Regions from separate parts of the Mus musculus genome. Here regions 1, 3 and 4 are each linked to region 2. A link is a contact called in public Hi-C and promoter capture Hi-C data. All regions are on one chromosome and are shown on one strand. The core of a region is the stretch at or near the end of the contact, and the rest is flanking DNA. Distances in the headings are between cores, read along the strand shown. Region 1 holds the start of Cdc73 (cell division cycle 73, Paf1/RNA polymerase II complex component). Region 2 holds the start of Rgs13 (regulator of G-protein signaling 13). Region 3 holds the start of Glrx2 (glutaredoxin 2 (thioltransferase)). Region 4 has its middle 43 kb from the start of Uchl5.

The links. Promoter capture Hi-C pulls out the DNA fragments that hold promoters and counts their contacts. Hi-C and Micro-C count contacts between places; a contact is called where the count stands out from the background. Capture Hi-C pulls out chosen DNA fragments and counts their contacts.
Region 1: a contact with region 2 is called in a Hi-C map of B cells, with 11 read pairs. The contact joins the promoter of Cdc73 here to the promoter of Rgs13 in region 2. A contact is called at or near these places in 1 of 39 promoter capture datasets (pre-B cells), 1 of 484 Hi-C or Micro-C datasets (B cells) and 1 of 115 datasets of contacts at active chromatin or transcription factors (bone marrow-derived macrophages).
Region 3: a promoter capture Hi-C map of liver shows a contact between it and region 2, with 4 times the contacts expected there. The contact joins the promoter of Glrx2 here to the promoter of Rgs13 in region 2. A contact is called at or near these places in 5 of 39 promoter capture datasets (3T3-L1-derived adipocytes, the HPC-7 cell line, HPC-7-derived erythroid cells and 3 more), 1 of 115 datasets of contacts at active chromatin or transcription factors (bone marrow-derived macrophages) and 2 of 9 other capture datasets (adipose tissue and liver).
Region 4: a promoter capture Hi-C map of embryonic stem cells shows a contact between it and region 2, with 7 times the contacts expected there. The contact joins the enhancer-like site here to the promoter of Rgs13 in region 2. A contact is called at or near these places in 25 of 39 promoter capture datasets (the 3T3-L1 cell line, 3T3-L1-derived adipocytes, the C10 cell line and 16 more), 3 of 15 datasets of contacts at CTCF or cohesin (CD8 T cells, large pre-B cells and pro-B cells), 39 of 484 Hi-C or Micro-C datasets (B cells, the C2C12 cell line, CD8 T cells and 21 more), 7 of 115 datasets of contacts at active chromatin or transcription factors (the 230-238 cell line, DN3 thymocytes, the HPC-7 cell line and 4 more) and 5 of 9 other capture datasets (adipose tissue, embryonic stem cells, liver and 2 more).

What each region holds. Positions count from the first base shown.
Region 1 is chr1:143,701,469-143,704,168 of GRCm38.p6, forward strand. It overlaps Cdc73 (cell division cycle 73, Paf1/RNA polymerase II complex component), which reads right to left and starts at 1,425. Exons shown (of 17, transcript NM_145991.2): 1 at 1,026-1,425. The coding sequence starts at 1,156.
Region 2 is chr1:144,176,050-144,178,749 of GRCm38.p6, forward strand. Rgs13 (regulator of G-protein signaling 13) reads right to left here and starts at 1,323. Exons shown (of 6, transcript NM_153171.4): 1 at 1,212-1,323.
Region 3 is chr1:143,737,765-143,740,856 of GRCm38.p6, forward strand. Glrx2 (glutaredoxin 2 (thioltransferase)) reads left to right here and starts at 1,804. Exons shown (of 4, transcript NM_001038592.1): 1 at 1,804-1,994. The coding sequence starts at 1,897. It overlaps Gm46161 (a long non-coding RNA gene), which reads right to left and starts at 1,402. Exons shown (of 2, transcript XR_001779472.2): 1 at 1,236-1,402.
Region 4 is chr1:143,818,780-143,821,648 of GRCm38.p6, forward strand. No RefSeq gene overlaps it. Among named protein-coding and RNA genes, the nearest start is that of Uchl5, 43 kb to the left of the region's middle. Within about 2 kb of position 1,497, at least 33 of the 459 cell types and tissues checked have an H3K27ac peak or open chromatin away from gene starts, as enhancers often do. A contact at or near this core is called in embryonic stem cells, neural progenitor cells, neural stem cells and 1 more, where this site is marked.

The DNA of each region.
Region 1 (2,700 bases), core at 175-2,674, 470 kb before region 2:
TCAAAAAGGAAATCAGTAAGTCCAAAGAAATCTTAAATTGATTTTCTCGTGTTAAATTGATCGTTCAAAGTTATTCAAACAAAATGGGTACCAAAATTCTGACTCATTCTAGTAATCAAAGAGAAGCATCAATAGTAGTAACATCATTACAGAGGACTCAAAGGATTCTTCAACTTGACCCTCTGTGATTTCCTGAACGACTTACATCCACGGCATCCATGGAACAATAATCACAAATGGTTTTGTTTTGTTTTTCCTTTGAAGGCTCTTCCTGAAGAGCACACAGGATCAATTTCTCAGACCCGTATGTAAAGCTCACTGCTTTTCCCCCGGTCTCACTGCATTTCCCCGGTAACTTTCTCCCCAACAAAGTCCTGCTTTCAGCTCCAATACTGTTTCAGCAAACTTCCAAACTCTCCTAATCGTCCCTTAACTCTAAGTGATAGCTGTCTATTCCTTTTTTTTTTTCTCCCCCAACCCCTCTTGAGGAATAACATCAACCTACCCCTATTATGAAAAAAGAAAAAAAAGAAAATTGCCGAGGCGCTCGAGGAGCCAAAGAAGACAGTTGCAACACATGGCAGGCTCTGGGAGATTACAAAAAAAAAAAAAACCTAAGAACAAAAAGCGACTCGGTGGCCGGCAGATGCTGCGATCGATCGCTGTCCTTCTACACCTCCGTCCAGGTAGCCGTGCACCAGCCCCACACGGCGCGGACAACCTGTACACACTCCACGCCAACTGGCAAGTCGGAAACTCCCATGGTACCTTTCCCTTCGGCTTCTCCAACACAGAGAAGACTTGACCGCTCTAGAATCCGCTCCACTTCTTCCCTCCTCGCCCTAAAAGTACAACTTCTTCTCCAGAGAATAACTTTTTCCCCAGAGCACCCATTTTTTTTTCTCCCCCCTCTCATCCCTGAGGGACTCCGAGGAGGACAGGGAGGAGGGCTTTAGGGAAAGAGGTCGCCCGGGGGCGCCCGATGCTGCCCCGCCACCACTAGGCCACAGCCACGCCGCACTCACCCCCAAACTACATAGTTGGTCTTCACATTCTTGGGCCAGGAGAACTCCCCGAAGATCACTTCATCCCCCTTGACCACGATCTCCTTCTTCTGGATGTTGTACTGTCGCAGGACGCTGAGCACGTCCGCCATCTTCGCCCCCCTCGCTGCTGCCGCCGCCGCCGCCGCGGGCCCCGGGCCCCGCCGTCGCCGCCGCGCCTGCCGCCTCCTTCCCCCGTCGCCTCGCCCTCTTCCCCCCGCCGCCGCCGCCGCCGCCGCGAACCAACAGCCGCCACACTCAACAGCCGGCCGCGTCTACGACAGCAGCACGGGCAGAAGCCACCCAGGCCGCCGAGGACCCCGCGCTATATAAGGCAAGGCCCCGCCGCGGGCTGCCCGCGGAGAACGCCTGACTGACCCACGCTCCGCCGGGGCCGCGGGCCGCCGCCAGGGGGCGCCGTGGCCGCCCGAGCACACGCGCCACCCAGACGCCCGCGGGGCGCGCCGCCGACTTCGGGAAACGGGGAGCGGGCCTCGGCGCTCCGCGTGTGCGGCGCCCTAGCGGAACCGGGCCCCGGTGCGGTCTCAAGGCTCGCACGGGGCGAGCGACAGGTGCGCGCGCACCTGCTGGGCGCTTCCGCGCTTTTCAATCCCAGAGCGCGCGCCGCCGCCGGGTGATTTAAACTTTCCCTGCGCCAGGCTCCGCTTCCCTCCCTTGAACCCCAGGACTACCTTTCTGTCTGCATCGGAGCCCCACCGCACTCTGCGACATAGGTCCCCATGGTCAGGAACAGCTCCTAGGGAAAGCTGGAGCTTTGAAATGTGGACGTTTTCAAGTTTAGGCTGGATTTTAATAAGGGGTGTATTTGCAAAGAGGAAAAGAAGAGTTAGGTGGAGGACAATTCTTGCCCCGTTTGTTAGTCTCTGGTCTCCTAACATCGTTTGATTGGTAGACAGAATAAAATTAATCAGAGAAAAAGCTGAAAGCATCCCAACGCGTCGACGAAGGACCATTCATTGTTGACTCGTCCCCCTCCTTTCCTTGGAAACAACTTTTTCCATCCCCTCAGCTTCTCCCGGGTAATCACAAAAAAAGCCTCAAGTGATTTCAGGTTATGAATGGAAGAAATACTCCTTCAGAAACCTCAAGCTGTGAATTAGAACACTTTTTCAGACGAACAGACTTTTAAGTGGTACTCAAAAGGCTTACCGGTGCCTTTATGATTATGGGAACCTAGAAATCAATTCTGCATACTATTCATGGCCTGTGTACTTTAAACATATACTTCAAGCCTAATATTTCTTTTTCACTCTTTGTGAGAAGGAGGCACACTTTGTTACTTATAAAAACAAATACTTTGGTCTGTTTTTTTTTGGGGGGGGGGACTTTTGTTATGTGTGACAAAGTGTAATTTGGGTATAGAAAGAAGTATGAGGTTAAAAAAATGTCTGCTCCACAAATGTCTTTCTCCCGTCAATGTGTCTCAGAACCTCACTGCAAATGCAGGTTATAAAGAACTGACTGTGCTTGTCTGTCCCTTTCACATCTCTGAACTTATGCCTATATCACAGCATCCAGTATTTCCTTGTCCCCTTTGTTTGCTTCTCTACCTCCTAGGAGATGAACCGACTGTATGACATGAGATGAACCGACTGTATGACATGTAGTATATATTGGTCATATGTACTATACTTGG
Region 2 (2,700 bases), core at 73-2,572:
TTATCTGTCTCTTCATTGGTTTTTATTTAACGCTCTTTTGATTGTTTTAATTACATGTTATTTTGCTGATGTTTTTTTCTATACTCTGTTGGTAAAATTAGTGTGTAATTTAATAACTCTATTTTACTTTTCAGAGCTGAGGACTGAACCCAGGGCCTTGTGCTCGCTAGGAAAGTGCTCTGCCACTGAGTTAAATCCCAACCTCACTATTCTAACTCTTTAAGCATAGTATATTTAGGGTAAATATCATTCTTCATACTTTTTCAATATTTTCTTTGGATAACTAATTTTTTTAAAGGAGCACAGTTCATCAATAAGACTACTAATAAATACACCGCTAATAGTATGGCATAAATAGATTCACATGTCCTCCTGCCTTTAAATTAAGTCTTAAAGTATAATAAAGACAAATCTAAAATTTTGTCTTTTAGTCCTGACAGGTAATCAATAAATTCTTTCTGTCCATATTCAAACAAACAACCAAACAACATATCTCCACCCCGTTCTCTTATATTAGTGGGTTGAATGCAGTTTAGAAAAACTTGGACTGATTTTCATGTTGACCAACTCTTTTTTGCAATAGTACAAAAATTCCTGCCCTTAAAAGACAGTAATTTTGTGAAGTTGTCCTTAGGCACAGCATAAGGAAAGAAGACATTATATATGCCACATTTAACAGGGCTTCTGACAGACCTTACCAAAATAAAACCCACTGGAATTAGCAGATTTAATAAACTGATAGAAGCAATCAGTGATTTGAATACTAAATTTTCTGATTTTTATATCTCTATCATACACATAAAAACCACATGAAAAGAACATATTCTAAAATGCAATATATATTCTGCTGTCTTATTTAATTTTTATAGAAAGCAATTCTTAGTTTGAGGTACAGAAAATCTAAGCCAAGAATGAAATATGTATTTACAATTTTGTTTATTTCCTGGAAAAAAAATACCTTACATGCACTGCTACAGCTCAGGTACTGAAGTCAGTACCCATTAGGAATTATATCAAGACAACATTCTTCTATTTTACCAACTCTTCTACTGAATCTCATACTCACAAATATATCCCGTGGAGCAGTCTACCAAACTACATTTTATTTTCTCCTTGTTACGATCCTTTTGAAATCAGGCTCTGAAATTGCACGAGACACCAAGTACTTTATTTTTCCTGGCATAAAAACACGCCACTGTCTGTATAATTACCTTCTATGGCACTCCGGGTCCCTGTGCTATGAAATTCTAGTTTTACAGACACGTATCTATGCAAAGAGAGGTTTTTTGAATATGGAAAGTAGTGCTGTGGCATTGCAATGCCTTGCTGATAAAAGAGGTTTTTATCTAAACTTATCAGAACATCTGACATGTCCAGATGGCTGGAAGCAGCAGCTCTGGAGAATTTTCAACTGTTGTAGTCAAAACTTCTCCTCTGAATAATTAGTTTTTCCAGCTTTTGTCAATGTGCAGCCTAAAGGAAAATCCCTTAAAAAAAAAAAAGACCTGAATACAAATGAACTACCATTGCAAACACTATTATCAAGTCATGGGAACTATTGACAGCAACCTGTTCATAATAGTCAATTGATTAAAGACCTGAAACAAACTAAGGGCTCTCTCTTTATTTTTTGGCTCAACCTTGTAGCTCTTTCTGCTGTTCCTTTGAGCCAGTATTTTGACTGTTATTGTTTGTTGACCTGATTGTTATTTAGTCAGTTGACATGCCTGCTAAACTTTGAACTGAACACCACACTTCAGACATGATCTACTAAATACAAACTGTAGGGAGATGTTTAATGCCCTTGTCTTATGCCTAGTATTTGAGTGTGTGTGTGTTTGTGTGTGTGTGTGAACTCTCAGAACTCTCTCATAGAAATGCTGGCATAAAATAAGAAAATAGCAAGAAGGAACAGGATGTCATTGAGCACTTCTTGAAATATTTAGGAACCTGTATCTCACCACACTTCTTGCTCCATTATCCCTTTTTGTTTTCTTGCACTCTGTGGTTACTCCAAATTTATACTCAAATCTAAAGATTTTGAGAGATGATCCACAAATAAGACATATTTGTCTTTCTGGATCTGAGTTACTCACTCAGTATAATAGTTTCCAGTTCTGCCCATTTACCTGCATCTCGTATTTCCAGCTTCTCTTTAGAGTTGAATAGAATTACATTGTCTGTGTGTCCAGATTTTATTATTAATTCATCAATTCAAGGACATTGAGATTATTTCCATTGTTCCACTTATTATAGCGATTGTTCACAAAGTGATCACTGACAAATGACACTGAAGAATGACATATAACTTCGTGTGTCCCATATCTTACTAGCATCTTACCTCTCTACCCAGGGCTAGGTGTTTCAGTGTTACATAGAGCCATGGGTTCCCTTGAGACTCTCAAGAGCACTCTGAGACTGTCAATAGCTGAATTTACTCAACCTTGGCAGAGGGGTTTTCCAGCCTTCCTCCTTGCCATCTTGTTTATTTAATATGTTAATTTTGTAAGGCTTCATGTAAGGCCTTCTGACCTCACTCTTGGTCCCATTTTTCTGCCCCAGTACATTTTAACGGATTCTGCGAGCACTATAAGCTCTTAGACACTAGAGAAGTCTTAGTGAACTATACCCAGCAGGCAGCTGTTGCTGTCGTTTGGAGGGAGATTGCTATCTGCTGCTTTCGTGAACTCTGGGTCCTTG
Region 3 (3,092 bases), core at 554-3,053, 440 kb before region 2:
GTGCTGCTGACAATGTCCTGAACAGAGGACTCTGACCCGGTGGGTAAACAGAAAACTTCAGCTCCTGTTTACCAGGGACCTCCCTTAATCTGCTCCCAAAGTTCAGTTACCTTACTCAGACAGACAGACAGACACCACACACACACACACACACACACACACACACACACAGCCTTGACAGTTTGATTCCCCCAAAATTTTCCTTCTAGCCATGGAGTGGTTAAGTTGGTGATTTTTACTGCCTGCGCCCTCTTGCTTACTTACAATCCCAAGTGTGGACAAAAAGTATTCTTCTTATAGCTATCTCAGGAAACAAGCTAAGTCGGAAAGTATCAGTCTAGCTCAATGCATGATGCTTATCTCAGGCATAATGTTGTTAGTACTTGCATGCTGATGTTTTTTAAAAGAGCAACTGCTCACTACAAATCTCATTTACAGTATATTAAAATTAAATTGCGCAGAAGACATGGTAGTGAATGGTATCCCAGCATTTAAGAGATGGTGCTGGAGGATTGTAAAATTGAGACGCATGGGGATAAACAATGTATCTCTAGAAAGAGGGAGGGGTTTACATTGTTTCCCTTAATTGAGCCAGAGGTAAATTGTTCTTCAAAAGTTCTACTTCAAAACAAACAACAAAAGCCACAGTAACTTTCCTAAGTCGCTATCTCTTGGTAAAATTATTTTATATAGCAAACTTTGATTTTCAAAGTAAATTTGGGCTTTATGAAAAAAAAAACATGTTATGCCCCTGGGAGATTTGTTTTTGCAATTAACTTGATGATTATGAAAATCTTTTATGATTTGATGATATACAGACCAAGGGAAGTAAAAAAAGAGCAACCATAAACAGAAGTTCTAATTTTGTACCTTGGCAACATGAATCTTAAGTTTGGGTTCAGCATGGAGGCTCAAGAAAGGTATGGATAAGCCGGGCGTGGTGGCGCACGCCTTTAATCCCAGCACTGGGGAGGCAGAGGCAGGCGGATTTCTGAGTTCGAGGCCAGCCTGCTCTACAAAGTGAGTTCCAGGACAGCCAGGACTATACAGAGAAACCCTGTCTCGAAAAACTAAAAAAAAAAAAAAAAAAAAAAAGGTATGGATAGTTTCAACGATTGTTCATAGTTTTAGATACACCATTAGACCTTGGCTTTCAGTTTCAGTATCCTCAGTGTATAGAGCTAAGGGCGGATCCCCCTGAACTTATGAAAACACGTACAAAGGGCTATTATTACCGTCACTGAGAGGCTTGGATAGGTTTGTCATTAGGAGCTGCGGCAGCCATGGCTGTTAAAGCCATGATGAACTGTCTCTGGGCTAATTCGTTTCCTAATTTCAGTTTATTTTAAAAACACCACCTTGCTTTCTTCGGAAAGAACGTTAAACATTGGACCGCCTGTGTTTTTCACTTTCTGAGTACAATTCAACCTGCCTATGGACTCCGGATCAATAAATTAATCTTAAGATGACATTCCGGTCCGGTCCATCTTTCACATCCTAAACCTGTCTGACCAGAGGTGGTGACTGACCTACCTACCACCCTCAGGTAAACACCGGGCCACCACCCTGCCTCGAGTAATTTTTCTTGTGGCTCTCCCTAAGCCTCTTTCTTAATCCTGAATGCGGGCGTGAGGAGCTCGGGAGAACTCGGTAGAGATCGGAAGAACTCGGCAGGCAGGTGAGTGCCTCGCTCTACCGCCGAGGATGCGAACCTGCAGGCTCGCGGGCACGCGGGCGCGTGGGCGCGCGGAGACGGGGGAGCCAGGAAGCGCGGCGAGCCCGGCGGCGGCGCGGACAGCCCGATGGGGCGGAGCGAGGCCGCCGGAGGGGCGGGCTTCCATCGTCGTGGTCGCGATCGCCTGCTGCTCTCCCGGAGGCTGCCGGGGACCTTTGGCTATGTCCTGGCGCCGCGCGGCTTCGGTGGGGAGGCGGCTGGTGGCGAGCGGGAGGATCTTGGCGGGGCGGCGTGGCGCGGCTGGAGCTGCGGGCTCGGGGTACGCGGCGGGGCGGGCCGGGCCTGCGGGGCTTGTGGATCCCTGCGGTAGTGTTAGTGTGGACCCAGCCGGCTTGGGGGACAAACAACAGACGTCCTAGTCTGAGCTTAACAAATACAGCATGTGGTTTTAACTCAGCGTAGACCTGGATGGCCCTGAAAAGAGACTCCCCTGCTTGTGGGAACTTATATTGAACTTATATTATCGTTCTTAGATTGATTGTAAGTCTTTGCTATCCTGTCGCAGGATGTGAACTTGACTCATGCTTTTAAATGCCCAAGGCTTTGCAGCTAGTAACTCTGGCATCCTGTAGATGTGGTTTCTGGCTTGATGGGAGCATTGCTTTCCCTGGCTTCCTTCCTTAGCATAACCCTGGGCTGGCATACCAGTGATGGCCAATCAGGCCTGGCCTAGGCAGCTGTCAAGACGTCTGTCTCAACATCCTATACTCCCCTGTCTTCCAGGGAGACTTACTTTCTGAAAGCGCTGGTCACGTGATGTTAACCATTTGCCAGATCATTAGGACTGTTTCCTATTGGAGATATCTGGTGTATATCCTGCTTTGCCCACCTACCACCTCTTAGTAGATGTTTCATAAATGGAGCGCGACTAGTTGGTGCTTTATCAGTGTTGAGGTATTTCATTGGGCATTTATGCGGTGCCTGCCCCTTTCCTTAATAGGAAAGCTAAACCAGAAATCGAAGGGACTGCCTTAAGAAAGGTAGGGGTGCTTTTTTTGGAGCTTTTTCTTTGGCAGGGAATATGCCTCTTTGGTCTTTTTTTTTTTTTTTTTGGTTTTTCGAGACAGGGTTTCTCTGTATAGCCCTGGCTGTCCTGGAGCTCACTTTGTAGACCAGGCTGGCCTCGAACTCAGAAATCCGCCTGCCTCTGCCTCCCGAGTGCTGGGATTAAAGACGTGCGCCACCACACCCGGCTGGTCCTCTTAATTTCTTAGAAAAGCTCACCCGTCGTAAATGCCACATAGGTTTAAGGAGGTGGTAAATGCTAGATTAGAGATTTTGTTTTTAGCGTTGAAAACCCAAATAGACTGGATTGATGCCATCCAGCGTTCTTCCAGGCCAAAGCCATCTGGCACTT
Region 4 (2,869 bases), core at 247-2,746, 360 kb before region 2:
TTCAATGGGTGATCAGGGTTAGTAAGAGTTAAGGCTGGTTTTTGTTAAGACTGATGTATGATAAGAATCAAATCCTCCACATTTGTGATCTATTTACAGAGAACCAGAAAGCACCTGCCTTGGTCAAGGCTAACAGCCTCTCCTGTAGCTCCTCAAAGCTACTTTAAAACATGTTTTTGTATAAAGTCATACAACAGAATTGCAAAATGCGTAACATAACTACTTATATGTTACCATCTCCTTTCCCCATTTTCTCCTCCCCTCTTGGCTCCTCCCCACCTCAGTGACTGGTCCATTGATGTCTCCATCTGTTTCAGCTTGGTGACGTTCTTCTAACATAGTTGAAAGATGACAGAGTTGTTTTGTGACTCATGCATCTCAGCTTACCTGTCCTTCCCACGGTGTCCTTAGGACCATTCTGTTATCCTCTCACAATCTGCCCACACATAGGGTGAGACATTTTGAGAGTCATAGTAACCTATTTCCCATTGAGCCTGGAAGCACAACTTCCTATCAGTAAATACTCTGCTCCTAACTGTGCCCAGGAAGAATACAGATTCCTGAGCAAGTCAGTGAGCAAATGATGAATGAAATGCTTTGTTTCATTTGTCTTCTGTTTTCCCAAGCCCCATTCACACATCCATACTAAATGATCACCTGCATACAGCTCTCCCACACACAGAATTAGCAGAGCAAAATGTTTACTTCTGTTAGGGTAAGATAAGCGGACATTCTGCATCTTTAAAGGAAAATAGTATTGCTTCTTCTCAACTGATGTTCTGCTGTGTTCGTTAGTCTCCTCTGTTTCAGAGGTTTATTTAACTCACTCATCTGTTAGATAATTCCCAAGGTCTAGTTTCTCTCCTAAGTTCCTGTCTAACAACCTACTGAGCTTCTTCATCTTGATATTCTTCTGTAATCTCAAGTGTGTCATGGCCCAAAATATGTTCACGTCTCTCCTCCTGACGTACTTGTTCTCTTACTGGCAAGTAGTCACCCAAAATGAAATGTAGTCATCTTTGAGTAGTCCTTTACCTGCTCTTCCTCCACTCTGCGGCTGTCCTGTGGAGTGAGTTCACCTTTGAAATGACTCATCATCTCACCTTCTTTGCATTTCCATGGCCACCACCCTAAACTGGTAGAGCCATAGTAACACTGTAAGGTTGCCATCTCCCCTGTGCATTAATCAAATCAAATCTGTGCTGTATGCATTTGCTGAAAGTGATTTAAAAAAAAATGTTCTTTATGCTTCTATTTTACTGTTTCTTAAACTCAACATCAGTGGAAATAGTTTACCCGTAGTCCAACTAATAAAAGTTCTGATTTTTAATTCTCTTCCTGCACTTGCTCCCTGTGGTTTGTTTTATTCTATTTGACTTGCTTCCCTGGTCACAGAACTTTTCTTCATACACATTTGACATTTGGAACACTCTCTCTAACACACCAAATAAGCCACATGCTGTGCGCATGGCAACAGCATCTCTACCATTTGGATACAGCTCCCCTTTTGAGCTTTTTGCTGCCCCTCTTTTTCTTGTCTCACATTCCATTTGTATTGGATTAGCTCCCAGAGGAACTCTTCATTATTTTTCCTCTAAACTTGTCTCATGCTGAAGTCCTCTGAGAAGAACCCCATACCCCAATTCTTTCCACATTCCCTCAAATCTTTTTGTAAACTCTCATTATATCTCAGGAGCCATTTCAAATATTTTCTTTCTTATCTGCTTCCTGTCACCTCATCAGCAAGCAAACAAAGACACCTGGAGAGCTCCAGGTTTCCTCAGGTCTCATACAGTTCTTTAGCTCCCTCATGGCAGTTGGCATAGTTTGTATCCTATCTAGATTTACATATGACTTCTTTCAAAGCACAGGCCAGACTGCTAATTCATTGTGCTCTGCTGTGGTCAGATCTACACAATGCATTCCTCAGAGGCAGTGCTATTTATACAGAGTCAGTCTCCAGCCTTTTCCTATGTAGACTGTCTGCTGGAGAGAAAAAAAAGAAATGGATTTTTTTTTTTTTTTTTTGAGAGTGGTGCTATTTCAGTAGCAAACCAGTTACCGGTAAACAAAGTCTCCTGGTAATTAACAACATGGTACTTTTTTTGGTAATAGTCCTGTGCTTCATGGTTATATGATTTTTACCATTTTAAATATTGTAAGTCTCCAATTTTGAGGAAGAATAATTCATTTACTGAATAAGATTTTTGAATGCAGAAGTCAAAGAAAGGCAAACATGTGTCAGTTTCCCAAAGTTATGCAGATGAGAGTGTTCAACAGACATATCGTGCAGTCTTCAAAGGCTGTTTTGGATTTTATATTTTCTCAAGAAAGTGAATAATTTCCTATTGCTACTGCAGGGAATAAAATTCTGAATGCTTCACTTTTGAGTCATCAGAATAGATAGGCTACTTATCTGGGAATAACACACACACACACACACACACACACACACACCTTGAGTGATTGTGGGAACATGCTACTTTTTCACCTGTGTTTGGCATTGTTAGAGGTACAGCTTGAGCCAGCTCTTTTTGTTTTATGGAGGGGAATGAAAAGATTTCATTAGAAGAATCACCCAGAGAAAATACATTTTAAATCTACAGTGTAGATTATTTACTCTTTTGTCCCTCTTTCTTATGAAAGTATATGTGACTAGCGTTACAGTTCTTAATTAACACAGAAAGAAATTAAGCTTGGTTAAGTGGATTTAGTTGAGTCATACAGCTGCCAAGTGAGAAAATCAGAATTTTACCCAAGGCCGGTCTAGCTCTGACAGCATTTTTAGTACTTGTGTAAATATGTTTGGAGTCTTTTCTTTAGTAAAATAATCAGTGTAGTCAAGATTGTTGTGGGATATTATCTAGAG